Regions from separate parts of the Mus musculus genome. Here region 1 is linked to region 2. A link is a contact called in public Hi-C data. All regions are on one chromosome and are shown on one strand. Each heading gives the region's core, a stretch centred on a gene start, on an enhancer-like site or on the middle of the called end of the contact. The rest is flanking DNA. Distances are from core to core; before and after follow the strand shown.

The links. A called contact is a pair of places that touch in the nucleus more often than the background predicts.
Region 1: a Hi-C map of CD4 T cells shows a contact between it and region 2, with 6 times the contacts expected there. The contact joins the promoter of Ing2 here to the promoter of Tti2 in region 2. A contact is called at or near these places in 2 of 484 Hi-C or Micro-C datasets (CD4 T cells and CD8 T cells).

What each region holds. Positions count from the first base shown.
Region 1 is chr8:47,672,338-47,679,644 of GRCm38.p6, forward strand. It overlaps Ing2 (inhibitor of growth family, member 2), which reads right to left and starts at 2,822. Exons shown (of 2, transcript NM_023503.3): 1 at 2,169-2,822. The coding sequence starts at 2,343. It overlaps AA386476 (expressed sequence AA386476), which reads left to right and starts at 3,054. Exons shown (of 1, transcript NR_166692.1): 1 at 3,054-7,307.
Region 2 is chr8:31,145,432-31,152,008 of GRCm38.p6, forward strand. It overlaps Tti2 (TELO2 interacting protein 2), which reads left to right and starts at 4,885. Exons shown (of 7, transcript NM_144927.3): 1 at 4,885-6,068. The coding sequence starts at 5,419. It overlaps Snord13 (small nucleolar RNA, C/D box 13), which reads right to left and starts at 4,527; the gene lies at 4,430-4,527.

The DNA.
Region 1 (7,307 bases), core at 1,572-4,071, about 17 Mb after region 2:
TTCCTATAGCCATATCCTGCAATAAATATTTAAACCAGTTGTGCTTTTTCTTTGTTTCTCTACTTAATGAACCATGCAATAATTTCTGAAAGGCACAGTAACATTAGACCCCCATACTAGAAAATACTTAAGAATCAGTGAATATAAAATCTGGACCAAGAAAACAAAAATATATAAAGCTTCTAACAAAAATAAAACTGTGAAGTTGAGCTTAGCAACTCTGTGCCTATGCAGAAGCTAGACCACGATTTGTGTATTAATCTTGGAATTAATCTCAATCATAATGGAGCTGGTTTGCATTAACCTCTCAGTCTTGTAAGATCTACTATTCATGTTACCTGAACAGTTTATGACAATTACAGGTAACTGGTATCACAGATTTCCCTGTCAAAAAATTATGTCACTACCAATCTAAAAGTCTAAGCTTTGCGCTTTTAAAGAAAAAAAACTACATATTTTGGCACAGAATTCTCATGCTAGGTTGCCATTCATGTATGTTCCCTATGTCTGCAGAAAATACCACAGAATGATTTTCATTTTTTGAAAGGGTGAACTTGTAGGGCCTTTACCTATCCTGTGTGAGTCCTAACTTCAATCTCTTGGGATTGAGAGGAGTCACAGTTTTAAAACGGTTTTAAAAGCAGACAGCTTTGAAATAAAATATTCTCCACCAATTAACTGAATTCATTATACCATCCCTATAAATTTTGTCTATAAAAGTAGATTTTTACCTCATAAGTCTTTGAATCTGGTGAAAACACTGTTATACTATAAACAGTGAGAGACTTAGAAAACAAGTTTGTCGATTGAAAACACCTAAGTGCTCTTACATGCTAAGTCACCATGGGGTGTATTACAGGATTAAGTTACAGGACTGGGGATGGTCTGGGGAAACAGAATGACTCCAAGTTGTTTTTATGGTCCATATTAGGTCTACACAGTTTCTTGACTAGGGGTTACTAAAGGCTGAACGTATCCCCATTTAAATTTCTCCTGTCCTAGCAGGAGAAAGGTATGACAATCCCTGAAGATATTCCCTGTCCTAGTTTCTTTGATGACAAGAAAAAGCTTTTCTCCTCATTTAAACTTGGTGGAGGAGGAACCCAAGGGTGCAAAGACGCCAGGTGGTTGCCCAGCCAACGAACCCACTTCCTCCAGAAGTCCGGAAGTGACACATGGCCCGGAACCTACGCTGAGCCAGGGTCAGAGACAGTCCCCCACGGCGGTGTCCGCGTCTTGATTCACTAACCGGGGTGGGGGGGGGGGCTAGGGAGAGATTTGAAATATCTCTCCCAACACCCAACACTGACTCCGCCCAGGCCCACCGACCGTCCCGCCCAGCAATGGGTTCAGTCCACCCCAGGACCCTTCCGAGCAGCCCGCCGTGGCCGACTCCCGCGGGAGCGCGCGCCCCGCCCATACGACGTCACACCTGCAGGCCCCGCCCCTAGGCCGGACCCTCCCCGCCACACACTCACACACACACGCACACACACACACGGACGCACACACATACACAACACACACACCCCTTCTCCGTCTCGCCCTGCGGGGGAACCCCTCCCCCTTTAACCATTTGGCAGTAGCCGAAGAAGGGCTGAGTGAGACACCGGGCGGCCCGGAACTTTCCCCGGGGCGAGAGGGAAGCACAGACCGTCCCAGTCCCGCGCCACGCCGGGAGCTGGAGGGGGGTGGGGGTGGGGGGAGAGGCATCTCCCGAGTCCACCTCCGCCGTCCTCTCGCCCCCTCCCCCCCATACGTTCCAATGCATCTGCTCGCAGACGGAGGGAGCCCCAGCAGGCAAGGGGCTAAGCAGGCCCAGCACCCCGGTCCAGCCCCGCAACCCTGCTCGTTGCACACTCTCCAGCCCCGGGCAGGACAGTGTGCGGCACCCAACCGGCAGGCACCGGAACAAATGCTCGCTTAAAAATGGCTGATTCCCGTCCGCGGCAGCTGCAGCCAGCCGCCGGAGCTGCAACGGGGGCTGACGGACGGGCGGTCCTCGGAAGTCCTCGTCAGCCGCAGCCGGGACAGGGAGGGCCGCGAGTGTGCTGTGCCGTCCCCCCACCCAGACACACACACACACACACACAACCGCTTCCCGGCCCCACACACCAGATCGCTCGGTGCACTCGGCGCACACTGTCACCCGAAAGAAGGGAAAGTACCTTGGTATTTGTTGTCCAGCTCCCGCAGCACCGACACGTTCCTCTGCATGTCGTGGGGCAGCGACTCCACACACTCCAGGTAGTCCTGCACGTAGCAGGAGAGCAGCCGGCTCCGCTCTCCGGTCAGGAGCGCGGCCGACGAGTACAGCTGCTGCTGCTGCTGCTGCCCTAACATCCTGCCGCCGCCACCACCACCACCGCCGCCGCCGCCGCTGCTGCTGCTCCTCGCCGCCGCCGCCGCCGCCGCCTCCGCATCCAGCAGCCACACATGCAACAGCCACGACCGCCGCTCCTCCGCTCGGCAGCCCGGCGCCGCGGGGACACGGCCGCCGCTCGAGAGGGCACCGCCGAGTCCCCCGATCTCCACTCCCCCAAGAAGAAGCCCTTACTCCCCGCCCCCGCGGTAACAAGCCCAGGGGCGGGGCGAGACCGGGGCTCCCTCCGGCCCCCTCCCTCTCTAGGAGAGCGAGCAGCGGGGTTCCCCGCGGCCGATGGCGCCGGGGCTCCCAGGCAGCGACGCTGGCTGTCCCCCCCGGGGACTCCCCAGACACTACCGGGGCTGCCCGGTCGCCCGGATCCCCGTGACAAGCCCCTCGCTACCCTCTCGCCTCTCTATCAGCCTCCGTGCCTGTCGGAGTCTCACAGGACTAGTCCCCGCCCCTTGGCCAGCGACCGCATCTGCGCCTGCGCAGCACTCACTCCTAATAAGGCTGGGGCCCCGCCCCTATCGTCCTACCGAAGAGTTCGCATTCTCCCGCCTTCCCTGCGCCACCCGGGCGATTGGTCTGTCAGCTCTCGCCTGGGGGCGGGGGGAGGGTGCGGAGGCCGGCCAAACGGCAGGCCGCGCCCCGCCCCCTCTTAAAGGGACCGCATGGCTGAGCCTGCCCCCTTCGACCGAAGTCCTGACGGTTGCCCCCGAGAGGCCGGGCGACCGCTCTCTTCGTTTCTGTTCCCCTACAGGGATAGGAAGCGCCGGCTCGGCTCGCTCGGCCCCGAGTTACCGACCTTGCCTCCATCTGGCGGATCCAGCGCCTCCCTCGCGAGCCTCCAAGACAGCAGCGAGCGGCCCCTGGGCGCCGCTGGCCGAGTGAGGCCTGAGGGGGAACTAAGGCGACCCAGGGTGCAGCGGGCGCGGCTCCGGGCATGCGCGGCGACTTCCCGCCGAGCGCCCCGCGGCCACGGTCCCGGAGCACCGGGGCGGACCGCGGAGGTAGGCGGTGCGCCCTCTGCCCTTTTAAATGCGGACTCCCCGCCTTGCGTGCGGCCCCTCCACCCCCCAGCGCCGGGGTGGCTCTCAGGGTCTGCTCCCCCTCCTCGCGCTTAAGAGTTTGGTTTAGGGAGGTGGCAAGGCTGCACGCCGCCCCGGTCCCCAGTCCCAAACCATCTTAAGGAAACTGTTGTCAGATGTCGAATCGCCTAGGCATCACCCGCCAGCGAGGACACACAGTCCTCACTGTCTTTTCACTCGGCTTCACCACTAGCCAGCAGGGGATCAGTGCAGATGGGATTAGAAATCGGATCAACCACCGAGTGCGGTGCTTTCCGTGTGAGGGATTATCCGCCTTACTCCCCCAGTACCATCAGTGAAATGCCGGTAGGAGGAGCTCACTGTAATTACGGATAGACTTCCGGAATGTATATAAATATGTGAGCTGTTTTGGTTTTGGTTCTCCCCCCCCCCCCCAACCGAAATAGGTATAAGAAAGAGTAGTCGCTTAATTCAGATGAGATGCCCAATGGGAGCGGCGTCTTTGAATGAGAAGAGAGAAAACGCCAGAGTGCTAAGTTTGGGTGCTCTTGCCCGGTTTGCAGCGCTATACCTGTTGCCCGGCCTGTTCAGCACACTTTCATACAGTGGGGTATATTAAGCAGCTGTTGGGATGCCAAGGGAAACCTAGGTCCTGGTCTAGATGAAAATTTGGATTTCGACAAAACACAACGCGGAATTCGGCGTCCTGAGGACAAGGGCTATATTGGAAGGCCTGGGAACTAATGTGTTAATGTACTTTAACGCTGAGATTTTGATCAGTGGAGTATTAAGCCAACCGAGGCAAGCACAGTATTTATTGAATTTCTGAGAACGTGGGACGAATTTTCTTTCCATTATTTAATATTAAAGAGCCAGGTCTTGTTGAAAATAACCATTGTTAAGGTTATTGACTTGATTTTGTTGTTATTTTGTTTTTGGTTTGGTTTGGTTTGGTTTGGTTTTGATTTCGAGACAGGGTTTCTCTGTGTAGCCCTGGCTGTCCTGGAGCTCACTCTCTAGACCAGACTGGCCTCAAACTCAGAAATCCTTCTGCCTCTGCCCCCCAAGTGCTGAGTTAAAGGCGTGTGCCACCACTGCCCAGCTTGTTCCCTTTTTTTAAAACCTGAATTAATTTTTGTATTTACTCACAAACTTGGTTCAGCCAATTCTAGCTAAAAGGTGGAATTACTGCAAGCTGCCCTGTTTCTTACTGATTGGAGTTAGACACTGTATGGGCCCATGGATTTTATACAGCCTGCTTTACTGAGCTGCAGGCTGACTGGTTGTGACTTACCAAGAGCAAAAAAAAAAAAAAAACAAGTTGAGAAGCAAGGAAGGATTTTGGAAAGCATTCTTGGTACCTCAAATAATTCTGACAGACTGAAGGACGAGAAAGAACTCCAGATCCCTGTTTTCCACTGGCACTGATAGAAACTTTGTGAACTTAAAACATGATAATGTGTATGGATTAGTGCAGGTGTGCTTTTCTTGCTGCATTTATTCATACAGGTTAATCTAATTCTGGCATCCTTCTGGAAGCAGCCTGTGTGGGGAAAATGTTTACTCGAGGATGGGAAGTAGGCATTGCATTCTTTAGTCCTTGCAATTCCAGCTCTTGACCCAAGCTATTTATCAGTGTCCTTCTCTTAAAGTAGCTACTCATATGGCCTCTTCAGAGTGGGTCTCCTAACTCCTGAACGCAAAATTTAAAAATCTCCCACTCTACACTCTAGAAATTGATGCTATTCTGGGGTGGGATGGGCAGGGTTGTTCTTTAGTATTTTGTCCTGCTCTTAAACTGACCTGGAAAAAGATAAGTAGCTGATGCCCCCCCCCCAATAGTGTGCAATTGGCTTCAAATTACTGGACTAAGTCTATTATGTGCCTTTTATTAGGTGCCTAATGGGAAATGTCCTCAAGCCTATTTCTTTTATACTAAAATGTTTATGTCCATAGTTAATATGGTATGAGATGAGAGAAACAGTCTCAACTGATTAAAAGCAAACTAGCAGGAACTGAGGGAAAACAGTTTCTGCCTGAATTAAGCTGATTACATTAGAAAATCTTTTCTTCTGTTTAATATTTCATTTTTTTCCCTTTTTTCTTTTCTTTGATTGGTGGCTGTGTACCATGTACATGCCTGGTGCTCAAGGATCTTGTATCTTTTGCACTGAAAAGGGTGTCAAATCCTGTGGACCTAGAATTGCACACAGCTGTGAGCCACCGTGTGAGCGCTACAGACCAAACCCAGATCCTTTGCAAGAACAGCCCGTGTTCTGAAACTTAGAGCCATCTCTCCAGCTCGGAATTTTTCTTTTTTTTAACTTTTTGAATTTTGCCTTTTAATTATTTTTTTTTTTTAGGTTAGCTTACAAAGTAATGGGTTTTATCGTGACATCTTAATACAAATATGTCATAGGCCAGGTTGGCCTCAGACCTGAGATCTTTCTTTGTCTACCTCTCAAGTGCTGGGAATACTCGTATGTGCTGCCATACCCAGCTTAATATACATTTAAAAAAATTTTAGGATGTAAACTTCCAAACACAAAAGTATACTTATATATACCATTTGCTCAGGATCCCCATTATCAGCATGTGACTATATTTAATGGATGACCTTTGTTTTTCATCCTCAGTGGAGTAGTAAAATCTTATTTGATGGGGCTGTAGATATGGCCCAGTGGTTAAGAGCACTTGCCGCTCTTGGACCTGGGTTCAATTCCCAGCATCTACAGTGCAGTTTATAACCATTCCTAATTCCAGTTCTCTGACTTCTGTAGGCACCAGGCATAGATGTGGTGCACCTACATACATGCAGGCCAACACTTACACACATAAAATTATCTAAACACTTTTTTTAAAAAAAAGGGCGGGGCATGGTGGCGCATGCCTTTAATCCCAGCACTCAGGAGGCAGAGGCAGGGGGATTTCTGAGTTGGAGGCCAACCTGGGGTGGGAGGGGGGCGGGCAGGACTTCTCCAAGGTCACTGAAAAGCCACCCAAACGATCTCTGCTGGTGACACTGCTTCTTAAAATATTCACTGAAGAGGAGCGTCTGTGCTACTTAGCAGTGTAGGGTCTCTTGTCTGACCCTACTTCTATTTTCTGTTCAAATTCCTCTCAGCAAAGTCTTGTATAAATGGGGTGTGTGTGTGTGTGTGTAGAATTTTTTATTACAGGAATTTTGGTTATTCTACCTCATGGATGTATATTTCCCAGCAACCACCTGGTGGCTCACAGTTATCTGTAACTCCAGTTCCAGGGGATCCGATCAATGCCCTCTACTGACCTCCATGGCACCATACACACAGGTGCACATACATACAAGCAAATGCAACACTCACTCATACATGTGTAAATACAAATCTTATGTGAAAGTGCTTTACCTATAAACAGATAAAATACAATAAGAGTTTAGACATACATTGCCATTACTCTAACCCATAAATTTTTCATAATAAGAGTTTCTGTGTTTGTCCACTGTCTCATTTAATCTTTTCACATTTGTATTAACAGAATCCAATCAAGTCTCAAACATTTCATTTGGTTAGTGAGGGTTTTCCTAAACCAGTAAGACCAGTTAAGTCCCTCTTCAATTTAATGAGACTGCAATGATTATCTGATATTTGGATGGTTGAAAAGCACTGTTAAAAATATTAGGAGATTCAGAAAAATTATGTATTTGAGTACACTGTTCCTCTCTTCAGATACACCAGAAGAGGGCATCGGATCCCATTACAGATGGTTGTGAGCCACCATGTGGTTGCTGGGAATTGAACTCAGGACCTCTGGAAGAGCAGTCAGTGCTCTTAACCACTGAGCCATCTCTCCAGTCCCAGAAAAATTATGGTAAATGAAATTTTTACATAAAAAGGGCATCAGCCTGGTGT
Region 2 (6,577 bases), core at 3,635-6,134:
AAACTAGGTTGTTCTTTTTTACTTTCTTTCATTTTTGTCTTTCCTTATGAAGATATTTTCGTCTGGGTTCAGCATTCGTTTTAGATTTTTATTTTTGGAGAATAGTTTGATGAGAGAATGCAGTCGAGCTTGGCCTTGAACTTCAGACCGTCGTTCGCCAACCTCTCAAGTGTTGAGATGACAAATGTGTTCCACCACAGCCCAAACTTGTTGTGTCAGTCCTCGGGAAGGCTGGGAAGTCTGGGAAGTCTTGCTAAATGTTTAAGACTTTCTTGCAAGTGACTGTAGTCTTGTTCCCTGTTAAAGGAAATACCTAACATTTAATCCCTTTATCCTAGCTGGCACTCATACATATTTTGGATAGATATGTAAGTATGTCATTGTCTTAGTCAGGGTTTCTATTCCTGCACAAACATCATGACCAAGAAGCACTTGGGGCGGAAAGGGTTTATTCAGCTTATTCTTCCACATTGCTGTTCATCACCAAAGGAAGTCAGGACTGGAACTCAAACAGGTCAGGAAGCAGGAGCTGATGCAGAGGCCATGGAGGGATGTTCTTTATTGGCTTGCTTCCCCTGGCTTGCTCAGCCTGCTCTCTTATAGAACCCAAGACTACCAGCCCAGAGATGGTACCACTCACAAGGGGCCCTCCCCACTTGATCACTAATTGAGAAAATGCCCCACAGCTGGATCTCATGGAGGCATTTCCCCAACTAAAGCTCCTTTCTCTGTGATAACTCCAACTTCTGTCAAGTTGACACAAAATTAGCCAGTACAGTCATATATGTGACTTGTAAGACGTGAGTTCATACTTTTCCTGGCTTGTTTGTCTCCATCTTCTTCTCAGTCCTCCTTCCCTTTATTGACACTATCCACTCTTCCCTCTAGGTCCACCTATGCTGTAAGTCTGGGTTGTAGTGTTGACCTGTGCATGAATCTGCACAAACCCAGCCCTGATATATTCTTAAAGTACTGTCTTATACACGAGGCCCCTTATTACCTTGGGCATTGTTCAAGCACCGTTTAGCAAGGTTACTTGATTTAGCACCACATCTCTGAAAAAAGAAAGGGTCGGAGAATGTTCCACCGAGGAGCTTCATCTTGGGTTCTTGCTGTATGAGCTGGAAGCTACTTATTTACCTTGTGGTCCAGGCTCATACTGTTACCTGTAACTACTTGATTCTCTTCCCACTGTTACGGGGGGTTCCATCATGTTCCACACCTAAGAAGATGTCTCAATGGTCCATTACCACTTTTAAACTAAAATTTAATATACAAACCATCATATTCCATTCCATATTCACTAAATTTTTTGCAGGATTGGGCAATCACTATCACATCCACAACTTTTTTAGCATCCTGAAAGAAAACTCCTTAATTATCAGCCATCCTCCGTTTCCTTCTCCCATCTCCTAGCAACCACTGGTCCATGTCATGCCTTGATTGGTATGCATATTCTGGGTATTTCGTGTCAGTAGAATCATATAGCATGTGCCTTTGTCACTGGTTTATTTATTTTGCCTTGAAGGTTCTTCCATTGTGTCATATGCATCAGAATGTCACTTATAGCTGAGGGTGTTGTTCAGTATGTGCTCAGCATGGGTAAACTCAGCACACATTCAATTCCCAGCACCAAGCACTCTCACCAAACAGCATGGAAGAAACCAAGATCTTTCATTAATTATATCTAAGTAAACTCCCATCGTGTGTTTCTTTCACCCTTCCTTCACTGTGCTAGCTTTTGTTATCATAACAAGATATCTGGGTAGTTAACTGATGAAGAAAAGGGGTTTGCTTCACAGCTTCTAGAACATTGGGCCTGTGGCCCATCATCCAAGGATTCCACAGCAGTATGGTCACTTACGTCATAGGCTTGTTTGGATATGAACTCTAACCCCAAAGGCCCATATGTTAAAGGCTTAGACTCTACTTGTGGCACCACAACAACATGGTAGAAGCTTTAGAAGTAAGGCCAAAAGTAAAGGATTTACATCAACAGAGGGCTGTGTTCAAAGGAGACACTAGAAATCTGGTCCTAGTCAAATCCCCTGTTCCTCTCACTCTGCCCCCTCCCCGTGTGTGTGTGTGTGTTTGTCTGTCTGTTTGTCTGTCTGTCTGTCTTTGACTTTCTTCCCAGATGCAGCATTTTCTGTTTCTTTTCCCCCACCGTGATCTACTGTGTTACCACCAGCACAAAGACAGGGAACACCTGAGACCACAAGCCAAACTAATCTTTCCCTCTTTTTAGGAATAGTCTCAAGTATTTGTCTCGGTAATGCATGACTGGTAGGCAAAACCTGCATAGCTCACAGTTTTGGTATCTCCCAACAGGCCCACCTCAGGGACCCCCTTTGATATGGTCATTAGGGTAATGTAAGCTACAGATAGCATTTATCTCTTTTTCTGTGAACTGATCCCACTGCCTAAGAAGATTGTGGCTGTGAACATCCATGTTCAAGTTTTCGTACTGGTACAAGAATTTAGTCCTCTTGGCTATACATCAATGAAGACAGTTGTTAAATCTGGTTCAGCTCTGTGTTGACCCTGTTTACTTTGCAGAGAAACTGTCAGACTGTCCTGCAGCAGCTGCACCGCCTCATGCGGGGCGGCATTGCGTACCGTCTCCCCAAATCCTTGGCCAAGCATTTTCAGTGCCACTCTAGGGAATGCGACTTGACAATTCATTCACTTATTCATTCTTTATTTATTTTGAGTCTCATGTGACCCGACTAGCCTTGTACTTCTGACCCTGCTGCCTTGACCTCACCAGTGCTAGGTGTACAGGCACATACCCTATCCCCAGTCTCCTGTCCTGCTGGAGGTTCTAGTCCATTGCCTGTGCAAACACACTCCCAACTGAGCCATGTTACTGTTTAGCCCAGGCTGGCCTGGATCTTCCTGCTTTAGCCTCCTTCAAGTTGGTATTATAGTCATGCGCTACCACACCTGATTTTCTCTTAAAAATAATTATGTAAGGGTTTCACATGATTTCCGAGTTAAAGCGATAAAAGTACACATAGAGAGATCTTGCTTCTATTCCTTCATTCTGTTATTTCCTGACACATAATTGTTTATACATGTTATTTACCTTCCATTTCTACTTTAACACACAAGGAAATGCATATATCTTACTCTCTATCTTTCCTTCTTTCTTACAAGAGAGCATCTATCTACCCTTCCTCCCCTCTGCTCCTTCCACCTATCTATATTCCCAGAGTTCCATGGTGTTACACAGAGACTGCTTTTTCTCCCTCACTGCAGCTGCACCAAGCTGCATTGTGTGGACGCAGCTCCATGTAGCTGCATTGTGTGGGTGGTCAATCCAGCCTGTCCTCTGTGCGTGGACATGGGCATTCAGGATACATTTGTTGCCTTGACTAAATTGTGCCAGGCACTAGATAGAAGTAAAGGCATGGCTGGCTCGGGCTTTGGGAAACCCAGCGAGAGATCTCAACAATACAGAGCACTCCTCAAGTCTGAAAGGCGTCTGGATCCACTGGACACAAAGGGCACATGCTACAGAAAAGAAACGTCCCACACAGTACAGACACAATAACCTCTTATTGACTGGCCTCAAGCTGCTTTTGTTAAGGGAAGGTTTCTCTTGGAAGTGGTTAGCAGTGATTGATCAGAGTGCCACCAATTGGTCAGAGTGGGAAAAGCCAGAAGAAAGAGGTTCCGAGTTAGAATTCTAATCACCAGATTTTCTTGGAAAGAAGAAATGTAAATTAATGTTGGTGCTGTTGCATAACAATGGGAACTAACACCTCTATGAACTTTATGCTGATCAGATATTGTTCCCGGCATTTATGTACATTAAAAATTGTCCCAACAGTCCTAAGAGATGGGGACCAGTAATTATCTACATTTGTTTCCCCAATACAGAAATTAAGACATAGAGATCTGAGCTATTGCCGTTTGCAAGAGGTCACACAGAGAAGTGAAGGGGGGAAAAAAAGCCACACAGGCATCACTGGTAGTGTAGTGGCAAATAGTGTAACACTAAGAAGAGCATGTCTTGGAGTGGAAAGATGGTTCAGTTAAGAACATGCCATGGCTAACAAACTCCAGAAATTCAAGTTCAGAGAACTGGACACTGTTTTCTGGCTTCCGCGGGGACCAGGGGGGGCACCAGGTACACATATACGCATGTGAACAAAGCATTTATACACATCAGAGTAATAACTTAATAAAACAATTTTTCTTAGAAAGAAGTGAATTGTACCAGAGCGACTTGTAAGAAGCATAACTCTGTCACTTTCAGTTTCTCTTAGGAATGGAATGTACTTTAGTAATAATGTATTAGTCCCAGGTACCCTGGACACTTTCCACTACCTAACCAGTAATCCTACCTGACTGAACCAAGAAGTAAAAAACAGGGCATAACTCTAATCTACACAAGAACCAGAAGTGGAGGATCCTCCTAAGTTCATGTCAGACGGGTAATGTGCCCACGTCGTAACAAGGTTTATGGGCGGCACATGTCACGCAATGGCGTGAACACCCAATCATCACGCTTTATGAACCAGAAAGGATCGGCCTTACTGTTAGCTTGCGAAGTATCGAGTAAGTCTCACCAGTTTTTCAAAGAGGGTGACTAATATGCTGCCGCTCTATTTAGCTTTTGCACACAAAATCTAGTACAATTTCAAACTGTTACTAGGATTTTGCGAGAATTCTCTTGTTTCTAGCCTAGCAGATGAAATCAGGAACAAACTTAATGAGCGAACGCTTAGTTATGCAAATATATCCTTCATGCTCCACCTTTTACCCCTTCCTTCTCTGACGGACTGTTTGTTGCTTTCTGGTCGCGAGTCGTAAAAAGAAGCGTTGCGGCTCCGCTGGCGGAAGTTAGTTTTGCTTTACGGCTACAATGCTCTCCAGGGCCGGAAGTTGCGGAATACAGCTACCGTACTGGAAGAGCGCTTGGTTTCGGGAGCCTTTTTGGTGTCACGGTTCAGTAGTTTGTCTTTAAAATTAACTGTTTTTTTTTTCTTTTTTGAGTTTTCGGAAAGACAAATTTCGCTACGTGTTAGGAGCTTGAGGCTCTCCTATTTTTTTTTCGAGACAGGGTTTCTCTGTGTATCCCTGGCTGTCCTGGAACTCACTCTGTAGACCAGGCTGGCCTCGAACTCAGAAATCTGCCTGCCTCTGCCTCCTGAAGCGTGCGCCACCACTGCCCGGCTTGAGGCTCTCTTCTTACAGCCACTTTACTGGGTGGATTGACACTCGATCCTTGCGTCAAGACAGTGAGACATCTCGCCTTTTAGCTGTGCCTGGTTTTAGTTCTGTTCGTTGGGGGACACCGAGCCCCGGACGACCTTCCCTCCGAGACTCCAGACACCATCCCCATTTGGTCTCTGTCCCCCCCCGGGGGGGGCGGGGGGGGCGAGCCCAGCCCCTCCGGTGCGACTAGGAATGAAGCTGGACAGTGCCGAAGAGAAGTCGGGGGTCGGCTGCTCCCTGCCTGCAGAGGGCTCTCCCCCGGCCCTCGAACCAGCCTTCTCCAAGATTCTGAACCGTCTCAGCCGCCCAAAGTCATCAGGACAGGGCGGCGCAAGAAATGCGGCTCTTAAAGACCTCGGCGCTTTAATAGAAGCCGCCGAAGGTGACAGATTCTTTGAGGGGAGTGGGAGTGGGGGATCCCTCCGGGGGATGCCCGAGATCCTGGGGCAGGTGGTGAGAGCCCTGGAGAAGTTCGCAGCACCCGAGGAGAAGGCAGATGGGGTCGAAGAGCATCCCGAAGTGCCCGAGAAGGCGACTGAAGTTGGCTCACTGTTTCTAAAGCTGTTGGGGAAGGTTGAAGCTGCCAAGAGTTCTCCCGACTGCCCTGCGTGGAAGACAGGCCTCCGTCACATGTCAGGACCCGTGTATATTTTTGCCATCACTCACAGATTGAAGCAGCCATGGACCAGTCCAGCATCTCAGCATGTTGCTGGTGAGGTGCTGTCTTTATTGCTTAGAGTTACTGAGTGCAGTTCTGTGGCAGGATTCCTATGCGGAGAAAATGAAGACGATCGAGGGAGATTTGCTGTGGTCTTGGGGCTTCTTAAGCCCCATTTGAATAAGTGAGTAATGCTCTTTTCACTATTATCAGACAGATAGGGGTGCTGAGATAATAGATTTCTTAAGGACCGGAACGGTTGTGGCTTACTAGAGACGAGGAAATCATATAGCAGCAAATTCAAGATTAGAACTGAAGTCATCAAATTCCATTTTCTCCACCAAATGACTGCCTTGGAAAACTGGAAATTCTGACAATAGATATGGAAGATTCTGTCCCATTTATATGGAATCGAGTATCTTATGCTAAGTACCCATGGGTATTTGGAGAAGACCCAGTCTTTCAGCATGAATTTAAATACAGGGACTTCTAACTTGTTCATAATTATTGGATAAAGTGATTATAAGGAATAATAATTGGGATGAAACTGAAAACGATTTGTAGTACGTGGTCTGAACTAGATTGCTATCAGCGTTTTGTTTTGTTTTTCAGCTAGGTCTTAATTTTATCTATTTATATTTTATTCACTTATTTTGAGATATGGTCTCACTGTGTACCCTTGGCTGGCCTGGA